Regions from separate parts of the Sus scrofa genome. Here region 1 is linked to region 2. A link is a contact called in public Hi-C data. All regions are on one chromosome and are shown on one strand. Each heading gives the region's core, a stretch centred on a gene start, on an enhancer-like site or on the middle of the called end of the contact. The rest is flanking DNA. Distances are from core to core; before and after follow the strand shown.

Region 1 (4,686 bases), core at 785-3,284, 710 kb before region 2:
ATAAAGAAGGATATGTTTACCTTATTAACAAAATACTAAAAATGAAACCTAATCATAGAGACACAGGAACTCCAGAGGAGAGGCCTAGTGAATTTGATTGAGCTATGTTCATTCAGCAGTTACGGGAAAATACAGGACCCAAACTTTGTTCTCTGCATTCATAGTCTAATGTGTTTTCTGTTGCAACAGTTGGTCTTTATCTAATAACTGGGTAATACAGTGTGGAGCTAGAGGGGATGGAAAGAGGAAGGACAGGGATGTTTGGTGAATTACTATAATAGATGTTTTTGGCATGATCTTGCTTTATCAAAACAAAGAAAGAATGTGAGTGGTGGTAGGGGAGGGATTAAAATAATAAGCAGAGAATGCCATATGGTAAAGGAAGAACAGAATATTGTGGAAGGTTAAGTAAGGAAGGTGGGACGGTGGATCGTACTGTATTTCCCTCTTTTTGAGTAGATGCTCAACATCTACTTGTTGGAATGAATAATGGCATCAGTACTTGAACAGATATTTAAAGAGAACCTTAGTGCTGAGTAGTATGCTATGCCTGAGAGCCACAAATGAACTAGACAAAAATCTCTGTCTTTTAAAGGAACTAGACTGTATAGTAAGAATAGACCACCAAGCAAAGCAATGGGAAAAAAGAAGGTGCTAAGGATTACCACAGAGAATAGATCAAAGGTTTCATGAAAGCAGAAAGGAAAGAGTTATTCTGTGTATGTGTGTGGGGTGAGGATGTGGGTGTGTGAAAAGGAAAGGACATCAGGGAAGATTCCAAAGAGGAAATGATGCATTGTCTTTATTATCTTGAAGGATGGTAGGAGTTCACCTGGTTAAATAAGGGATGGAGTTCAGGTGGAGGAAAATATACAAAGGCACAGAGATGGAGCCGGTTTAATCTGTGTGTGATTTGTGGTGGGAGTTAAAGCTGGAGCTGAAGAGGTCTGGGGATCAGATAATAAATAGCCTTAGATACCATGGTAATTGCTTGAACCTGATTATTCAGGTGTTGAAAGCCTCTGAAGGATTTTAAAGAGGGAGGCTCTGGGTTTTCAAAGCATTCTCTGGCAGTCCTTTGGAAAAGAAGCAGGAGTGAAATTAGAAAGGCTAGACCTAAAGAGTGGTAAAGAAGCTGAAGTAGTGGAGAAAGACTATCAGTCACAGAATTAAGAGGAAATATCAATCCTTGGGATTTTCAATCAGAGAACTTTAGTTGAGAGAAACTTAGTTGCCTAGTTGTTGGAAAGGCAAGGTTTTTTTTTCAATGGAATTAGGTGATAGTGAAGTGAGTGGCACAGTGAGTAAAAAATAAGGCCTGGGATTGGGACCACATGGCTGCCCTGAGCTAGTGTGTATTAGCTGATGATTCTTTTGAACTGAATTCAGGAAATGACATAAAAACGATTTGCGCAATAAAATTGGAAGAACAAGGACTCTGAAGTTAGTACATCTGGTGCAAAATAACTAGAGTTGGTGAAGATGGGGAAGTAGACATTATCAGAAGGTCATTTGTGGATACATTTTGGATTGTCCAATAGAAAGATTTCCAAAGAAAAACAAGTGCCTGAAGCCAGCCCTCCTCTCTGCAACCCATTCCCCTCCAGCTGCCTTCATCCTTTGGCCACACCACATGCAGTGCTGGAGACCCATCTCCTGTCAAAGGAATTCTAACAAACCCAAGAAGACAATGTTAGAATTTTGAAAATCTTGGAGACCATATACTTGAACATACACATTTCGGTATGAGGACAGAGAAAACAAATGACTTGCAAGGCGTTCATTGGGGAGGAGGTTCTTCCTTAAGCCCAGGCTTTCTGACTCCAGGCCCAGTGCTCCTTCCGCTACCCCAGGCTGCCTGTGGGCTTGGGAGCTGGGAGCTCAGCGCGAAGGGAGGATCCCCCGGTCCGCCCGGGTGGGTCGGAAGCCCCTCCTCCCCCAGCCCCCAACCCCCAGCCCCCAGCCCCAGAGGGACTCCCCGCCCCTCCCCCTTCCCGCGCCGGGCGGGGTCGCTGCGCTGCCGCTACCCGAGCGCGCGCGTGGTAGCGCGGACGCGGGTCGGGACAAGGGTGCCGGGAGGTTGCCCGGCCGCCCGCGCCGCCGCCCCTTGACTGACGCACAGAGGGGCCGGGACACGATTTGCCGCGAGTGACTGGAGCTGCCGCCGCCACCACCGCCCGGTCCCGCTCCGCCCCCAGCCCGCCTTCCTCCCGCCTCGCCCTCCGCCTCCGCCCGCACCTCGCTCGCGTCCCCGCGTCCTCCCCACCGCCCCGGAGCCGCCGGCCGCCAGCGCCAGCCAGGTGAGTGTGGCCGCCGCGCGGCCCGGGGCGGCCCGGGCGGGAGGAGCGCGCAGGCCCTGTGGCCGAGAGGCGAGCGCGGGCGGGTGGAGGCGGCGGCGGCGGCGGCGGCGGGCCCGGCTTTCTTCCCCCGCGCGGGCCGAGCAACTGAGGGAGGGGCGCCCTCGCCCCGCCAACCCCGCTGCCCCCGGCGCAGTCCCAGCCGCCACCGCAGACAAAGCGCCTGATGTGGGAGCCCGCTGGCGGCCCCTGCCTCCGCGCCGCCTGCCGGGTGCGGCCGCGGCCCGCAGAGCCCCAGCGGCCCGCGTCTCCCCTCCCGGGCGCCCTTGTTCATTTTAGGGTGAAAGGGACCCGAATCGTGCAACAGGTACGGGCGTTAATGCTTATTTTCCGGCGGGTCTCGTCCACCTGGCGTGCGGGGACCAGATGTGGCGTCCAGCTCCGGGGCGAGTCCCCGCGTCCAGCGCCCGCGGCTGGCTCCTTTGTGTGGCCGCTGACCGGCCCTACCCGGCGGGTGGGGGACGCTGGCCCGAGGCCCCCGGGCTGCGCGGAGGCTCCTGGACGCCTCCCTCCGGCGTGGGGCTTGGCTTCCCCGTGGCCTGCGGGATATTAACATCCCTCCAGCCTTTGGAGGAGTCACAAAGGGAAGGGAGAGCCTGTTGGCAAGGATATCTGGCTGTGTGTTTATTTTTTATATGTGAGGTAGACTCATTTTGGAAGGGAATCGCAGTCTGGCCGGCTCTTGAGGGTTCCTGTGGCATTTCACCCTGGGATGCACGGTTTGTACTTGGCTGCTGCTGTGACTGCCCCCGTGGTCCTCTTGGTGCTTTGACATCTTTCTGTCTTAGACATCACCGGAGAAGTTGGAAGTGCTGTTGAGGGAGTAACTCGATAGCAGCTGTTTGACAGGTTGCTTCTTTCTTCACATTTTATCTGTGCCAACTGTACCCACCATGCAATGCAAACATAGGTTGGCAAACCCTCAAATTAAGATCACCACTCAAAAATACCCTCGTATTGGGAAATATTAACCCATATTGTTTTCTTTGGCTTGATGAACCTTATTTTCTCAGGTGTGAGTAACTTTTTTCTCCCCCAAAGGAAGAATACAAAATAAAGAACAATTTTATCTTTGTTTACATACCTTTGGTCACGCTGTTACCTAGCTGCTTTCATTGGTATGCTATTTTAGTATAACAATACTAAATGGAAGGAAAATATCTTCCTTTTGCTTTGAGCAATAAAATACTTATTTGTTCTAGAATCAGGAAGCTTTTATACATAATACTTTGTGTGGACTAAAGTTGATGACTCTCTCTACCCCATGACCAAATTCATGAAAAAAAAAAATCCCCAAAGGATTTAGAAAGCATTACACAACTCTATAGATTATTTTTATATCCCAAATACCAGGAAATCAATTTGTTGTATATTTATTCAAACAATCTAGACTAAATTAACCTTAAAAATTGGGCCTACTCTGTAAATTCCCAGCGTTAGGGAATGAATTGATTGCATTTACCAAACGTTTTAACCCCTGTGAATAATAATAGGAAGAAGCTGATGATGGACCTAGAAATTTGGCAGCATGAATGCAGAACATGGGAAGTGGTATATAGGGATTAATGGGCATATCTGAAAATGGAATATTCACCAATTTAAAAACAAAGACTACATTTCGACCTATTTTAAAAAAATGTACTCTGTAAAGACTCCTTGAAGCTCTTTCTACTCCCTAAAAACAAAAACAATATTAGGAAGGACTTTACTTTTGAAGAAATGAATAATAATACCAAATTAATATGTAGAAAGTTTCCCTGGCATAATAAGTAGTTTCATTTTGCTAAAAATACCACTCATCTGTGTAACATCTAACTTCAAAGAGCTTTGATAGCTGTTAAAAAGCAGCAGGAACAACATCCTGAAAAAAGTAGCATATGTACTATTAAAAAGTAGCAGAAACTTAAATTTCAACAGTGGTTTTCTTTTATTGAAATATCTCATACTATAGAATGAGTAGTACCCTTTTAACATACATTTCAGTTATTTTAATATATTCACGGGGTAGTGCAAACGTCATCATTAATTCAAAGAACATTTTCAACATCCTGAAAGGAAACCCTCATACCCATCAGCTGTCACTTCCATTCCCCTTCATCCACACTTGGCAGCCACCAGTGTGCTTCTTTCTTTATGGATTTGCTGATTCTGGACATTTCATGTAAATGGAATCATGCAATATGTGGCCTCTTGTGTCTTTCACTGCTCATGTTTTTGAGGTTCACCCATATAATAATGCCTGTATCAAAATATTTCATTCCTTTTTATGGCTGAATATTATTCCACAGTATGGATAAGCCACATTTTGTTTATCCATTCATCAGTTGAT
Region 2 (4,434 bases), core at 1,210-3,709:
AAGTATTAATACAACGGCAAAGTGGTCAAGTATACGTCCCACCCTCCGGATGGTGCGCAGTCTCGAACTGTCCCCTGCAGAGGCCAGAAAAGCGCTTCCAATGGGGCAGAGGGAGAGATTAAACAGGGGAACCAAACAGAGCCGATTCGCTGTGCGGGTCCCCCCAGCCAGGGGGAGGAGGACCTCCGACCCTTCTCCGCAGCCTCCCCCCAAGGCCACCCAAGCCCTCTCCCCGGCGACCCCGGGCACCCGAGCCCTCATACCTGTGAGATAGTTGGTCCACTTGTACAGAACCCCCTCCATGCTTCAGAGCCCGGCGCCGCGCATCCTTCTGGCCCGGCGCCGGCCGCAGCGATGGGAGAAGCGCGGAGCCTGGGCAGCCCCTCCCGGCACGCCGCGGCCCCTCCCCAGGCGCCTCCAGCCGGCACCGAGCCGCCCTCAGTCCGCGCTCGCCGCCGGGACGTGGCGGCCCTCACAGGCCCGGACGGCGGCCGCCGCGTGGAGCTTGGGGGCCGCGAGGCGCGGGCTCAGACATCCCCCGGCGAGCCCCGGCAGCGGCGGCGGCAAAGTCGCGACCGCGGCCGGCCTCCGGTTCGCCCTTCCGCAGTCCAGCTGCTCCCTCCCGCGCCCCAGCGTTCCCTCCTCCTCGCCGGCCTTTCTTTTCCCCCCAGGGCTCTCCGTTTGTTTTCATTGACCCCGACGTCGTTTTCACTTCCTGGATGAAAGGGGCCGGCTCGTCCCGGGAAACCCCTCCCCGGCGGCGGGGCTGGAGGAGCGGGCGCGGCCTGCTGCCCTGCCGCTGAGCCGGAGGCTGCGCCAGGAGGGCGGGCCGAGGCCTGGACTCCTCCTCACCCTCCGTCAGGCCCGCGGATGGCTGTCCCTGGGCTCCCTCCCGGACCGTCGGCCCTCCGGGGCCTAAACCTCCCAGGCCCAAACCGACGGACTCGAACCCCGCTGCGCGCGCGCAGCCTACCCGAAGACGAGCCCCGGGCGCACACGTCCCGCGGGCGTTACTTAGGCCTCTCAGGTTTTCCTATAACTGACCCTTAGGTCCTCCCAGAGGTTGTTTTTTTCAAACTACTACTTATAATAATAATAAAAGACTTCCTATTTATGTTTCCTTCATATTCTCCTCACATTCGGGGGGGGGGGTCTGAGAAATTATTTCCTAGGCAGGTGGTGTGCCCCTGAGATTCCCCCGGCAAGGAACCGCGAGGGGCCCCAAGGAATTACCACACCGACAATGAATATTAGGTAGCCATAACTTCATTTAAATATAAAACATGGAAGAAAACTTTGGAGTTTATTTTACTCAAAAAATAGGGGCTTTCCTAGCCTTTATAATTTTTAAAATCCTGTTTGGAAAATGATCATCGTCTTATATAAATGACAATTTTCAAATCTATAGATATCGCAGGCTCAGTGCTGCGGCTTTTCTCAGCATCACCAAGGTGGATAACGCCTCCTCTTAAGCAACCTCCCCCAGATAACACCCAATCCAGGCCTTCGCTGAAGTTCTTCTGGTTTGGGTAAAAGCCTTTGGGTATTCACTTGAAAATAAAGTGAATTGGTAGACAGATGGATATGTAATAAATCGAATACTTTTAAACGTTAATGGTAGCATCCAAGTAGTCGAGGTGATGGCATAGTAAAGTTCATTTGTTCTACAGGAAAGTTTTTCATACTAAAATGTTGAAGGTGGGGATGTAAGGCTGGCTTTGTGTCGGACTTGGTCATATCCCTGCTGTGTATTAACTGTTAGGTTGAAACAGAATGCCCAACACTCAAATTACGTCGTGTTCTCGTCTGCGTGATTGTGGATAATTACCCATCTCGCAGAGTTTGTAAGAAAAGCCACCCTGTCAAGAGCTTTTCCCAGACTTCAGTAAGCGCTCAAGTCAAGGGCGACCCCAAGTGTTGAGGGAAGGAAACACAAACCTGCAACAGCTATGGAATTAAGGAGTCGGCTCTTGGAAACGCCTTTAACTGGGCGGGGAGCAAAAGCACTCATATTTACCAGCGTGAGGTATAGCCTGGAACCTCTTAAAAGCACGACTCTGACGTGGAGAAGGCGCTTCAAAAACACCCCAAAAGCAGAATGCCCCCCCCATGCCCACCAGTTCTCTAGGGATATAAGGAGAATCCTTTCACGCCTAGAAATGAAAGTCCTATTCTCCAGCTACAACATCCCACCCTAGTTTTTTTATTTTGTCTTTTGCCGGTTTCAAAAGGTTACGCGAGCGTTACTATGGACCCCTAAGGAAACTGGCTGTGAAATACACGGACTTAGGGAGGAAATAGCGGTGCAAGGGTGCAATGTTGCCTTAGCGACTGAGGACAGCCAACCAGAGGGTGGGGTACCACGGGGACAAGATCCCAAGCCAACCCACAAAAATTCTGCGGCTAGGCGTGCCTCTGGGAAAGGGGGCGGGGCCACGCTTCTACCGGGCCCCTGCCCTTTGTGACGTAGACAATGCCTGCCACGTGGCAATACCTGACTGCGGGGGCTGCCACTGCACGCGAGTGACACGCATCAGGGAACGCGGTGGCCGTCGGGGCCGACTCCAGCGATCATGCATTTTTTATTTAGATTAATCATTTTCTTTTACGTGTGGGGCATTTTTACTGCTCAGGGACAAAAGACAGAGGAGAGCACAGAGGAAGTGAAAATAGAAGTTTTGCATCGTCCAGAAAACTGCTCTAAGACAAGCAGAAAGGGAGACCTGCTAAATGCACATTACGACGGCTTCTTGGCTAAAGACGGCTCGAAATTCTACTGCAGGTAGGAGATGATCCGAACGGCTCCCGCGTCCAGTTGATGCATTAAATCTACCCTCCCTACACCAACCAGAAGCCTAATTTGTTGGTTGGTTTGTTCGTTCTTGTTTTTTAACGGTAAGAGTTGAACCTTTTATTTCTAGGGGGCGGGGGAATCAGATTTGATACAATCGTTCCCTAATAAATAGAATATTATCTTTTAATTGAAAAATGTTAGCCCAAGAAGTTATCAAAAATACGTTACATTCATACACACACACCCTGGACCACCACCACTAACTACTCTTGGAACCTACAGAAGTAAGTTATTGTAAGAATGTTCACACTTCTCTTGGCTGTGGGCTAGAGTCTCTTTACAGAAGATTTCGTAGGGTAGTTTTAAGAAACATTATCCGGGCTTCAGGAGCACAGTATTTACTGTCAAGCCACTTTCCACCTGTATAGAGAAGCCACTACAACAGCGACTTTCCTTGGTGACTTTCCCTATGCCCTTCCCATGCCTCTCATCCCACCACTACTCTGATTTAATCCATGTTTTATTACTCAGACGTAGGATGTCTTTTCTCCTTGTGCGCTACTACCCTATAAAAATAGGATTGGAGACTGTTCTTTCGATTTAGAAGAAAATAGCCCAGAATGGTAAAATATTTGGACAAGCCATGCAGCTAGATAGGGGTAGGAGACCCATTAAAAGGTTAACTGTTGAGTAGTTGTTGTAAAGATAACAATAAAAAAGAAAATGAGATGACTCCTAATGACTAACTTTGGGCAAATTATACCTCTACCTAGCTATTAGGAGGGACGTTTGAGCCAAACACCCCACCAGGGGGTTCAGAAGTAGTCTTAATATAGCGAAAGAGATGGCTAGAGAGGACTCCAGTATTAAATTGGAACTAAATGATCAGCTGTATTTTAAATTTTGATTTTATTTTTCTTGAAACCAACTTACCTAGGTGTTATTTTTAATTATAGTCGGACACAAAATGAAGGCCACCCCAAATGGTTTGTTCTTGGTGTTGGACAAGTTATAAAAGGCCTAGACATTGCCATGATGGATATGTGCCCTGGAGAGAAGCGAAAAGTGATTATACCCCCTTCCTTTGCATATGGAAAGGAAGGCTATGGTAAGGTGTTTTAATATGTATATCTCGGGACTTCCAGTCCTGGCTCAGCTGTAATGAACCCTACTAGTAACCATGAGGGCTTGGGTTGAATTCCTGGCCTTGATCAGTGGGTTAAGGATCTGACATTGCCTTGAGCTGTGGTGTAGGTCGCAGATATGGCTCAGATCCTGCGTTGCTGTGGCTGTGGCGTAGGCTGGCAGCTGTAGCTCCAATTCCACTCCTAGCCTGGGAACTTTCATATGCCCTGGGTGCGGTTTTAAAAAGAAAAAAAAAATGTATATCTCTAAGTTATATTTAAAAATAAATCATATACTTCTGGGTACACAGTCAAAAAAAATTGAAAGCAGAGTCTTAAAGTTATATCTGTATAATCACGTTCATAGCAGCACTATTCAAATAGCCAAAAACAGAAAATAACCCATGTCCATTGACAGATGAATAGATAAACAAATTGTGGCATTCAATGGAATATTATTCAGTGTTTAAAAAGAAGGAAATTCTGACATGCCACAGCACACTAAAACACACTACA

Evidence for each region. Hi-C and Micro-C count contacts between places; a contact is called where the count stands out from the background.
Region 1: a contact with region 2 is called in a Hi-C map of subcutaneous adipose tissue, with 1.7 times the contacts expected there. The contact joins the promoter of SESTD1 here to the promoter of FKBP7 in region 2. A contact is called at or near these places in 1 of 47 Hi-C or Micro-C datasets (subcutaneous adipose tissue) and 1 of 2 datasets of contacts at active chromatin or transcription factors (alveolar macrophages).

Annotation. Positions count from the first base shown.
Region 1 is chr15:84,889,928-84,894,613 of Sscrofa11.1, reverse strand. It overlaps SESTD1 (SEC14 domain and spectrin repeat-containing protein 1), which reads left to right and starts at 2,034. Exons shown (of 18, transcript XM_021075320.1): 1 at 2,034-2,300.
Region 2 is chr15:84,180,895-84,185,328 of Sscrofa11.1, reverse strand. FKBP7 (peptidyl-prolyl cis-trans isomerase FKBP7) reads left to right here and starts at 2,459. Exons shown (of 4, transcript XM_005657565.3): 1 at 2,459-2,782; 2 at 3,751-3,902. The coding sequence starts at 2,574. It overlaps PLEKHA3 (pleckstrin homology domain containing A3), which reads right to left and starts at 322. Exons shown (of 9, transcript NM_001243464.1): 1 at 264-322. The coding sequence starts at 303.